Regions from separate parts of the Sus scrofa genome. Here regions 1 and 3 are each linked to region 2. A link is a contact called in public HiChIP or PLAC-seq data. All regions are on one chromosome and are shown on one strand. Each heading gives the region's core, a stretch centred on a gene start, on an enhancer-like site or on the middle of the called end of the contact. The rest is flanking DNA. Distances are from core to core; before and after follow the strand shown. Region 1 has its middle 15 kb from the start of TRNAE-UUC. Region 2 overlaps ERGIC1 (endoplasmic reticulum-Golgi intermediate compartment protein 1). Region 3 overlaps LOC102166710 (a long non-coding RNA gene).

Evidence for each region. HiChIP or PLAC-seq counts read pairs in DNA pulled down with a chosen protein or histone mark.
Region 1: an H3K27ac HiChIP or PLAC-seq map of skeletal muscle shows a contact between it and region 2. The contact joins two enhancer-like sites. A contact is called at or near these places in 3 of 47 Hi-C or Micro-C datasets (liver and skeletal muscle) and 2 of 2 datasets of contacts at active chromatin or transcription factors (alveolar macrophages and skeletal muscle).
Region 3: an H3K27ac HiChIP or PLAC-seq map of skeletal muscle shows a contact between it and region 2. The contact joins two enhancer-like sites. A contact is called at or near these places in 3 of 47 Hi-C or Micro-C datasets (embryonic fibroblasts and skeletal muscle) and 2 of 2 datasets of contacts at active chromatin or transcription factors (alveolar macrophages and skeletal muscle).

The regions. Positions count from the first base shown.
Region 1 is chr16:51,490,200-51,493,005 of Sscrofa11.1, reverse strand. No RefSeq gene overlaps it. Among named protein-coding and RNA genes, the nearest start is that of TRNAE-UUC, 15 kb to the right of the region's middle. Within about 2 kb of position 1,270, at least 24 of the 83 cell types and tissues checked have an H3K27ac peak or open chromatin away from gene starts, as enhancers often do. A contact at or near this core is called in skeletal muscle, where this site is marked.
Region 2 is chr16:51,299,620-51,302,593 of Sscrofa11.1, reverse strand. It overlaps ERGIC1 (endoplasmic reticulum-Golgi intermediate compartment protein 1), which reads left to right. Exons shown (of 10, transcript XM_003134052.6): 8 at 1,158-1,258. Among named protein-coding and RNA genes, the nearest start is that of RPL26L1, 24 kb to the right of the region's middle. Within about 2 kb of position 1,318, at least 28 of the 83 cell types and tissues checked have an H3K27ac peak or open chromatin away from gene starts, as enhancers often do. A contact at or near this core is called in skeletal muscle, where this site is marked.
Region 3 is chr16:51,432,621-51,435,413 of Sscrofa11.1, reverse strand. It overlaps LOC102166710 (a long non-coding RNA gene), which reads left to right. Exons shown (of 5, transcript XR_001304774.2): 4 at 1-113; 5 at 2,567-2,793. Among named protein-coding and RNA genes, the nearest start is that of DUSP1, 24 kb to the left of the region's middle. Within about 2 kb of position 1,488, at least 35 of the 83 cell types and tissues checked have an H3K27ac peak or open chromatin away from gene starts, as enhancers often do. A contact at or near this core is called in skeletal muscle, where this site is marked.

The sequences.
Region 1 (2,806 bases), core at 21-2,520, 190 kb before region 2:
ATCTGCGACCTACACCACAGCTCACGGCAATGCCGGATCCTTAACCCACTGAGTGAGGCCAGGGATCGAACCCGCAACCTCATGGTTCCTAGTCGGATTCATTAACCACTGAGCCACGATGGGAACTCCACGAGAGATATTTTAAATCCACACTTGTTATACATGTTTTGACTTGAGGGATTTTTTTTTTTTTTCCTCTTAGAAGAAAGTAAAGTCTGCTCCTGGATAGATGGGAAATGAAAACGTATGTCCACACAAAACTGGTTGGATGAGCAAGGCAGCATTATTCGTAATACCCCCCAAATGGAAGTAACCCAAATGTCCATAAACCAAGGAATGACTACATAAAATGTAGTTTGTTAGCACAATGGAACATTATTTGGCCACAGAAAGCAAGGAAGCACTGATCCATCCTGATGTGATCTTGGGAAACCTATGATACATCAAAGAAGCCAGTCACAGAAGATCCCACATAACATGCTTCCATTGAAATTAAGTATCTGGAGAGATAAATCCATAGAAACAGAAGATAGATTTGTGCTTGCCTAGTGCGGGGCAGAGGAGGGCTGCCAGTGGGTAGGGGTTCTTTTTGGGGGGTCATGAAAATGTTCTGGAACAGACCGTAGTGATGGAGGAACAATTCAGAATATACTGAAAACGGCCGAATCGTACATTTTAAATGAGCAAATGATATGGCATGTGAATTACATTTCTCTTTTTCTTTTTTTTTTTGGCCCCTCCGTGGCATGCGGACGTTTCCAGGCCAGAGATCAAACCCGCACCACGGCGGTGACAACACCCAGTCCCCAACCTGCTGTGCCACCAGGGAACTCTGTGAATTATATTTCAATAAAGCGATTATACAACCACGAAGAAAGAAACCAGAGAATTTCCCCTTTCAAGCAAGCAGAGTCTTGGAAGTGAATTTCACATACAGAGCGATCTGCTTCTGTTTATGAGTGGAATTTTTCTTTTTCAACAACTTTGAGCTCATGCTCAAGGCAACTCTTCTCAAGGTCTGTGCTGGGAAGCCCTCCCCCCTTCACTGCCACTGCCTCTCCCAGGCCAGGCAACCCTATCTGCCGCCCTTAACCTAGTTCATTCCACAGCCCCCAGCCTCCCTCCGCACCCCCCACCCCCGTCGTGCCCACACTGCTCAGCTGCCGCCAGCTCCCAAATGCCAGAGCTGCCACCTGGGGCCCTGGAGACGCAGGGGCCCGCAGTGTTGTGATGTGTTTGGATGGGGAGTGCGTTTGGTGCCAGCGTTACCAGGCTCCGAGGGTGACTAATTCCATCTGCATTTTTGGTTTCAGCTGCCTGGACTGTTCATCTGGAGGCCCTCAAACCTCTCAGCTGTTTCTGGAGAAGTCTGCTTCCCAGCTGTGGAGGCACAAGCTTAATTAAACCCATCCTCCAGCCCCCTCGGGCATCATATGTGCTGAACCAGTATTTCCTGAGCATCTACTATGTGCCAGACACCAATCTGGGGACACAGCAGTGACCAGACAGAGTTCTCGCCGCACTGGAGCAACCAAAACATACAGTGTGTTTTTAAAAGAAAAATATCTAGAGAGTGTTAGAAGTACTGTTCAGATGGATGAAAGAGCGTGAGGTGATTGTGAGACCTTAAAAGAGCTCCTTCTCAGTGTAGAGGGCAGAGGGGGAGCCACTGCTCTGGGGAGGTGGCTGAGAAAGGGGCCTCTGTGGGGAAACTTAGAAAAAGAATGGTCAGAATTCCCACTGTGGCTCAGCGGGTTAAGAACCCAACCAGAATCCATGAGGTTGCGGGTTCCATCCCTGGCCTCGCTCAGTGGGTTAAGGATCCGGCGTTGCCATGAGCTGCCATGTAGGTCGCAGCTGTGGCTCAGATCCCGCTTTGCTGTGGCTGTGGCTGTGGCATAGGCCAAAGGTTACAGCTCTGATTCTACCCCTAGCCCGGAACTTCCATATGCCCGGGGTGCGGCCCTAAAAAGACAACACACACACACACACACACACACACACACACACACACACACACACACACACACACACAGAGAAAGGGAAATGGTCTGAGCAGAAGAAATAGCATATGTGCAAAGGCTCTGAAGCAGTAATGGCAGCGAGGCCACTGTGATGCCACCTCACAGCCAGTGAGGAAGAAGAGAAACTAAGTTGGGACAGGCTAGGTTACGTAGAGGCTTCTCTGCCTTGGGGAAAAGTTCTTTTCTTTTTTCTTTTTCTCCCCCCCGCCCCTTTCTTTTTGCCACCTCCTACAGCATGCAAGAGTTCTGGGGCCTGGGATTGAACCCACACCACAGTGGTGACCCAAGCCACAGCAGTGACAATGCTGTATCCTTAACCCATGGAGCTGCCAAAGAACTCCCAGAGTTTCCTTTCTCTAAAATGCACTGGGAAGCCAGGAGGGGTTCACGAGAGAGGAGCAGGATGCAGCTTACATTTGCAAAGGTCACTCTGGCTGCGGAGGAGAGAAAGGGAGGAGACAGGTGGCGGTATGGAGAAAGCTGGGGCCAGGACAGCCTCAGTCCCTTAAGGATCAGCTCCCTCTGCCCCCACCTCTTCCACTGTCTCCAGCAGGCCTGGGCAAGTGATCCCCCCCTCATTCTAGTATCACTGTAGTTTTTTTTGCTATATCTTGACTGTTTTTACTTGAAATTTTCCTTTAAATCAATTGCTATATTTCCTCCTTATTTTACAAAAGGAAAGTATATCACAGTCAAAGGTCATGACTTGAGTACACGACTTACATTTTTTCCTGATACGCATTAACATAAACACACAGCTATTAAAGGTTTTTAAATGAAAG
Region 2 (2,974 bases), core at 69-2,568:
TGATTCCGGTTACTTCATGCTTATCAGAAGCTGATTCATCTGTTCTCCCATTCATGTCTCTGACCAGTCATCCATCTCTCCATTCATTCATTCAATAAGCATTTGCCACTGTCCACTCTGTACCAGGCCCTGCGCAGGGTTCTGGGGACAGAAAGATGAGTAAGGCTGAGTCCCCCACCCCACCCCGCCCCCTGCAGCCTCCCTCATCCAGCAGGGATGGGGTAAGAGTTACAGAGTAATCCCACAGGACCAGTTCAGGGGACAACTGACCTCCCATTAATTGAAAATGAGAAAATGAGGGAAGAAATTAATCAGTTCTTTATCGATGCAGTTTTTCTTTTTCTTTTTTTTTGGTTGGATGGTTGGTTGGTTGGGTTTTTTTGCTTTTTAGGGCTGCACCTGTGCCATATGGAGGTTCCCAGGCTAGGGGTCCAGTTAGAGCTGCAGCTGCCGGCGTATGCCAGAGCCACAGCAATATGGGATCTGAGCCACATCTGTGACCTACACCACAGGCAGCGCCGGATCCTTAACCCATTGATCAAGGCCAGAAATCAAACCTGCAACCTCATGGTTCCTAGTCGGGTTCGTAACCGCTGAGCCACAATAGGAGCTCCCCGGTTTTTCATCTTTAAAACTTGAACCCAGTTTGTTTCGAAAGTAACAGAATTCAAACAGGATAAGAAGGTGCATGAAGAAATATGACATTTATCAAATCCCACGTTCCCTCCCAGATGCTAAAACTGCTAATAGTTTCTTGGGTATCTTTGCAGAAAATTCTTCTGTGTATTCACGCATGTAAAGGAGTGAGTCTTCCCTGCTCCTAATCCAGGGAATCACATTATTCACCCTGGTCTGTAACTTAATTCTTTTCACCAAACAAGTGGTTTCTTCCAGCAGCCCCTCCTCAGCACTTGCCCTATTGATGGACATTTAGGTCGTTTCTAGAATTTAATATTCTATACAGTGCAGGAGTAAAGATACTGACAGATGGAGTCTTTCAAAAAGAAGAGGGGTGGTTTGGTGGCAAAATTATGCAGGCTGAGTCCCTCCCACCCCGTGGCAATGCCAAGCACGTCTAGGGTTGAACTGACGTAGAAAGAGCTGCCAGCCAGGCAGTGCCCACCCCCGTGCTTCATGCTGCTGTGTCCTTCCCTCAGCTCTCGCCTCCCACGACTACATCCTGAAGATCGTGCCCACGGTTTACGAGGACAAGAGTGGCAAGCAACGGTACTCTTACCAATACACGGTGGCCAACAAGGTATGCGGGTGGCAGCTGAGCCCAGCTGCGTGCAATCACGCCCTCTGCTGGCCAAGATCAGAGATGACAAGTGTCTGGCTTGATTTCCTGTGATTTCCCTTTAAGGGACTTTTCCTGGGTGATCTGCCTGGGTAAAGATGGGAGGCCAGTCTCAGAGTTAAGGGGAAGAAATCTAACTGCAAGATAGGGTGTGACATGTTTGAGAAAGAGCAGGCGGGTGGCCTGCCCCAAAGGTCCAGGTGTTGCAAACACCTCCTCGGCCCTACATCTGACCCCAGTCCTCCACACGCAAGACCCTGATTGATTAGCACACAGCAGATGCTCCAGCTCTTGAGGCAACAAGCTCTTTATCCAAAATTGTGAGATTCTCAAATTACACCAGATGGCCGTTTGTAAACAGGTATGTCCCAGGACCCCAACACTCAGTGTCATGGAGAAGCAGACAGGCCTTGGTAGGAAGTAAAGCATAATCGGAGCCAGCAGATTGGGGTGATAGACAGTGGTTTGAAGCTTATCAGTTGAGACACCCCCACGAGGCTGTCTACACCAGGACTCTCATTTTTTATCCTGTCCCAGGACTGCCCAAGTCCATTGTAAGCAATATATTGTTTGACTCTAATAATAATAGTAAGAGTAGAAGCTATCGCTAATGGACTGCTTTGCTGGACATTGTGCTAAGCTCTCTAGGTCCCCATCTTTTTCAGTCATCATGGCAGTTCTGATATTGGGACTGTTACTGCCCCCATTATACGGATTTGGCCACTGAGGCACTGAGAGGTGGCCCCGGAGCTATAAAGTGGCCGGGTGGGGATTGGAACCAGCTTCCCGTCCCGTTCCAGAACCTGGGCTCTTGATCACATCAGCTGCTCAGTCTGAACACAGGGCCTCTGAGTCTGCCAGGCTGGGAGCCCCTTTCTCTCAGGTGACTTGGCACCGTTGTGCTCTGATCCACCTGAGGTTTTGCTTAACAATCCAGGGGAAGTCCTCTTTCTTTTATTCACCATTTCTTGGGGGGCATCTCACTGGACCCCTCAAGTGCTGACAGCAACGAACAGATGTGAGAAGGCAGGTGCAGTCTGAGCAGAAAGAGCGTGGGGCTGTGGAACAAAGTTCTGATTCAAACCCACTCAGTCACTTACCAGCTATGGGACCCGGGACAGGTCACAGAACTGTGCCTCAGTTTACTTGTGCATAAAATGGGGATGGTGCCACCTCCTAAGAGCGCTGTCAAATAAGGCAGTGTCTTTAAAACCACCCACCCCGCAAAGAAGGCTTTGGGTCAATGGTACCTACTGCTGATGCTCCTTTTTATTATTTTTCTCTGTCCCTCAGCTCTGGGCTGTGACCCAGACAGTCACCCTGCCCCATCAGCTCTCCCTGGAGAAAGCTGATCTTATTTTGCCCAAGGCTTCTTCCCCTGAGGCTTTGGCAGTGGCCCAGCGGCCAGAACAGCTTGCTCAGCTCTCTGCGGCCGCAGCCCCAACCTACCTTGAGCCGGGGGGCAGCGTGCCCTTTGGGGCCTGCGGCCGTCCAACCGAGAGGGCGTGTCTAGGGAGAATCTATGGGGCTGGGGCCTTAGCATTTGGTGTTGGGGCTTTATTTACTTATTTATTTTTTGTCTTTTGTCCTTTAGGGCCGCACCTGCGGCATATAGAGGTTCCCAGGCTAAGGGTCTCATTGGAGCTGTAGCTGCTGACCTAGGCCAGAGCCACAGCA
Region 3 (2,793 bases), core at 239-2,738, 130 kb before region 2:
TCTCACAGCAACCTGACCAGGCTCACCAGAAGGATGAGCGAGTAAGTTCCACGGGATGCTCTGGCCTCATTCTGCTGGGATCTGAACCCAAGGGCCAGGCTCGTCGTCACAAGGTGAGGCCCAAGTCTCCACCGGCCTGTGAAGTGGGAATTATTATCTCCATTACATTGATTTGAAAGAAAACCCAACAACCTGGGGCCCAGAAAAGGGCAGTGAGTCAGCCTGCATCACTCTGTTTGAGACGCTGGCCTCTGAGGATATCCTGCTTCTCCCTGCTTTTATCCCGATGGTCTGAGCCGAGGCTCTAAAGAAACGCACTGGGACTTTGGGACCCGCAGTCCCCACTCAGAGTTCCGGTCCAGTTACTCTGGGCCCACAGCTGAGCTCCAGATAACTGAGGGTCCAGCCTTTGGCAGGACGCCTGACCTCCAGATGACTGGGGTCCCAGCATGGAACAAAGACGGGAGTCAAAGAAGAGGCTGGCACCCCACCCATGGCGGGGCTCCTCAGTGAAACTCGGGGAGGGCATTTCTCGCCAAGGAGCAGGGCACAGGCTCCTCGTTCCACTTTCATCCTCTCTTCTTTATGGCCCAGCACCACTTTGTCAGCTCAATATGATGCTCTTCGTTTTGTAGGAAAGTGACCTCATATGGTTTATCTAAGCAAGGAAGCACTGACTGGTGTCCCAGGCAAATTGTATCAACCAGGATACTTTTTAAAAATTCTAGCGGGGAATTGCCATTGTGGCTCAGTGGTAATGAACCAGACTAGTAGTATCCATGGGTCTGCAGTTTCAATCCCTGGCTCCCTCAGTGGGTCAAGGATCCGGCGTTGCCGTGACCTGTCGTGTAGGCCACAGACGCGGCTCGGATCCCACGTGCTTATGGCTGTGGTGCAGGCCGGCAGCTGCAGCTCCAGTTTGACTCTAAGCCTGGAAGCTCCATAGGCCTCAGGTGTGGCCCTTAAAAGAAAAAAAGCAAATAAAATAAAATAAAATTCCAGTCGATTTCGGAGGATAGGTTGTTTTCCCACTTTGGGGAAGAGCCTTTGGAGGTGTGGGCTTCGGCCCTGCCCCCTGCCAGGCAGAGAGAGGGCATGGGGGGGGGCTGGCTGCAGCTTCTAATTCTCCCTCCCTGAGATGAATTCCCTTTCAGTGGCCACCACGGAACAATGACAGCTTAGTTCCTCTTGTCAGTCCTCCCTTTGCATACTCACCTTTTTCCCCCCAAGAGCCAAGGAAAGAGGAATTGGCTGCCTGATTGATGTCTGAAGGCCGAGGCGAAGTGAAAATGGGAGCAGCCCTGAGGAGGGGGGTGACTCATTCCCTGACCAAGGGACAAGGCCAGCCAGGGCAGAGGGGACCTTGGGAAGACCTGGGCTTTTGTTCCCTCTGGGAGCAAAATGAATCACCGATCCCACCTAAGTCACACTGGCCAGTCCCAAACTTTCCCGGGTAGAACCAGTGAGAGCCTCCAAGATGAGTCAGGTGGGGCCCTATCAATGGGCACAAAGGCCAAGGCCGTGCTCTTCCTTATTCTTCACGTTCACCTTGGCCCTTGAAAGAGGTTGGTAATCCTTGGGGCACATCGGAATCTGGCTCCAGAAAAGGAAGGTCGGCCACAATGCCTCCAGGGAGACCGGCCAGCAAGGTGGTGACCACCTGCTCTGGGCTGGCTGTCTGGACATCGTGCAGGTCTGCTCACTTGTTCGCTGACTCGGGCAGGAGCATTGACTGGACGTCCCGCAGGTGCAGGGCATTCTGCAGGTTCTCCTTGCTCCAGACCCCGCGGAGTGTGATGCTCGTGCACAGATGGGGAAACCGAGGCCCTCAGCAAGGAGCCCACCCCAGAGCCGTCTGACTCTGGACCTTGCTTCTTCTGATCCTGTGTCTCCGGAGACCTGGTCTTCCTCAGTGGGCCACGAATGTCTGTTTCACATGTCACCACCTGAGTTGATCCAGAAGAGCCTAGAAAGCCCAAGCCTTTTCTCCACGAAGCAGCCTGGGTTATTTTCAGAGGAGGAGCCTGCCCCAAGGAGCAGCAGAACTCCAGGCTTGTCCTCTGGGGCCTCAGCATTCCAGAGACCAGATGTGCGAGCCTGACGTCACTCACCGAGTCGTGGCCCCACTCCAGGCTGCGCTCCACTGGCTTGTGACCCCGGCTCCTCCACGATCTCCTCCTCCCTTTCCTCAGCTTGAAAGAGACGGAGTGGTGCTGGCAGCTGCTTCTCAGCATCTGGCGGAACATTCTGCCCCATCGCTGAGGGCCTCTCACTCCCCAGCCATCCCTGGGGATGGCCGATGACTCATATTTCCATTTACAGTGCGGGGCCAGGCCCCAGATCTTTCCATGACCACCAGGACGGGCCATATGGCGTTGGTTTAAGGACATGAGCATGTCATCAGACAGGCCTGAGTTCAAGTCCTCCTCCTGCTGTTTGATGGCTGTGTGATTTCAGAGAGTGGACTTACTCTCTCTGAGCCTCTTTCCCCTTATGTAAATGCAAACTATGGCTAACAGCTCTGATATTTTCCTTATTGAAAAAGCCTCTTGGCTTTTGCTTGCAGCTCTGAAAAATGAACCATGCCAATCTATCTTTCGACTCCTGGCAATCAACCCGAGCCGTAGCAGTGACAACACCAGATCCTTAACCCACTGAGCTCCCAGGTAACCCCAGGTTCGTTTTTTTTTTTTTTTAATTGAAGTATAGTTGATTTACAATGTTGTGTTTCTTTTTTTATATACTCACCATTCATAAGCCAAGGAAAGAGGAGGCTGCTATTTGGTTTTTTGA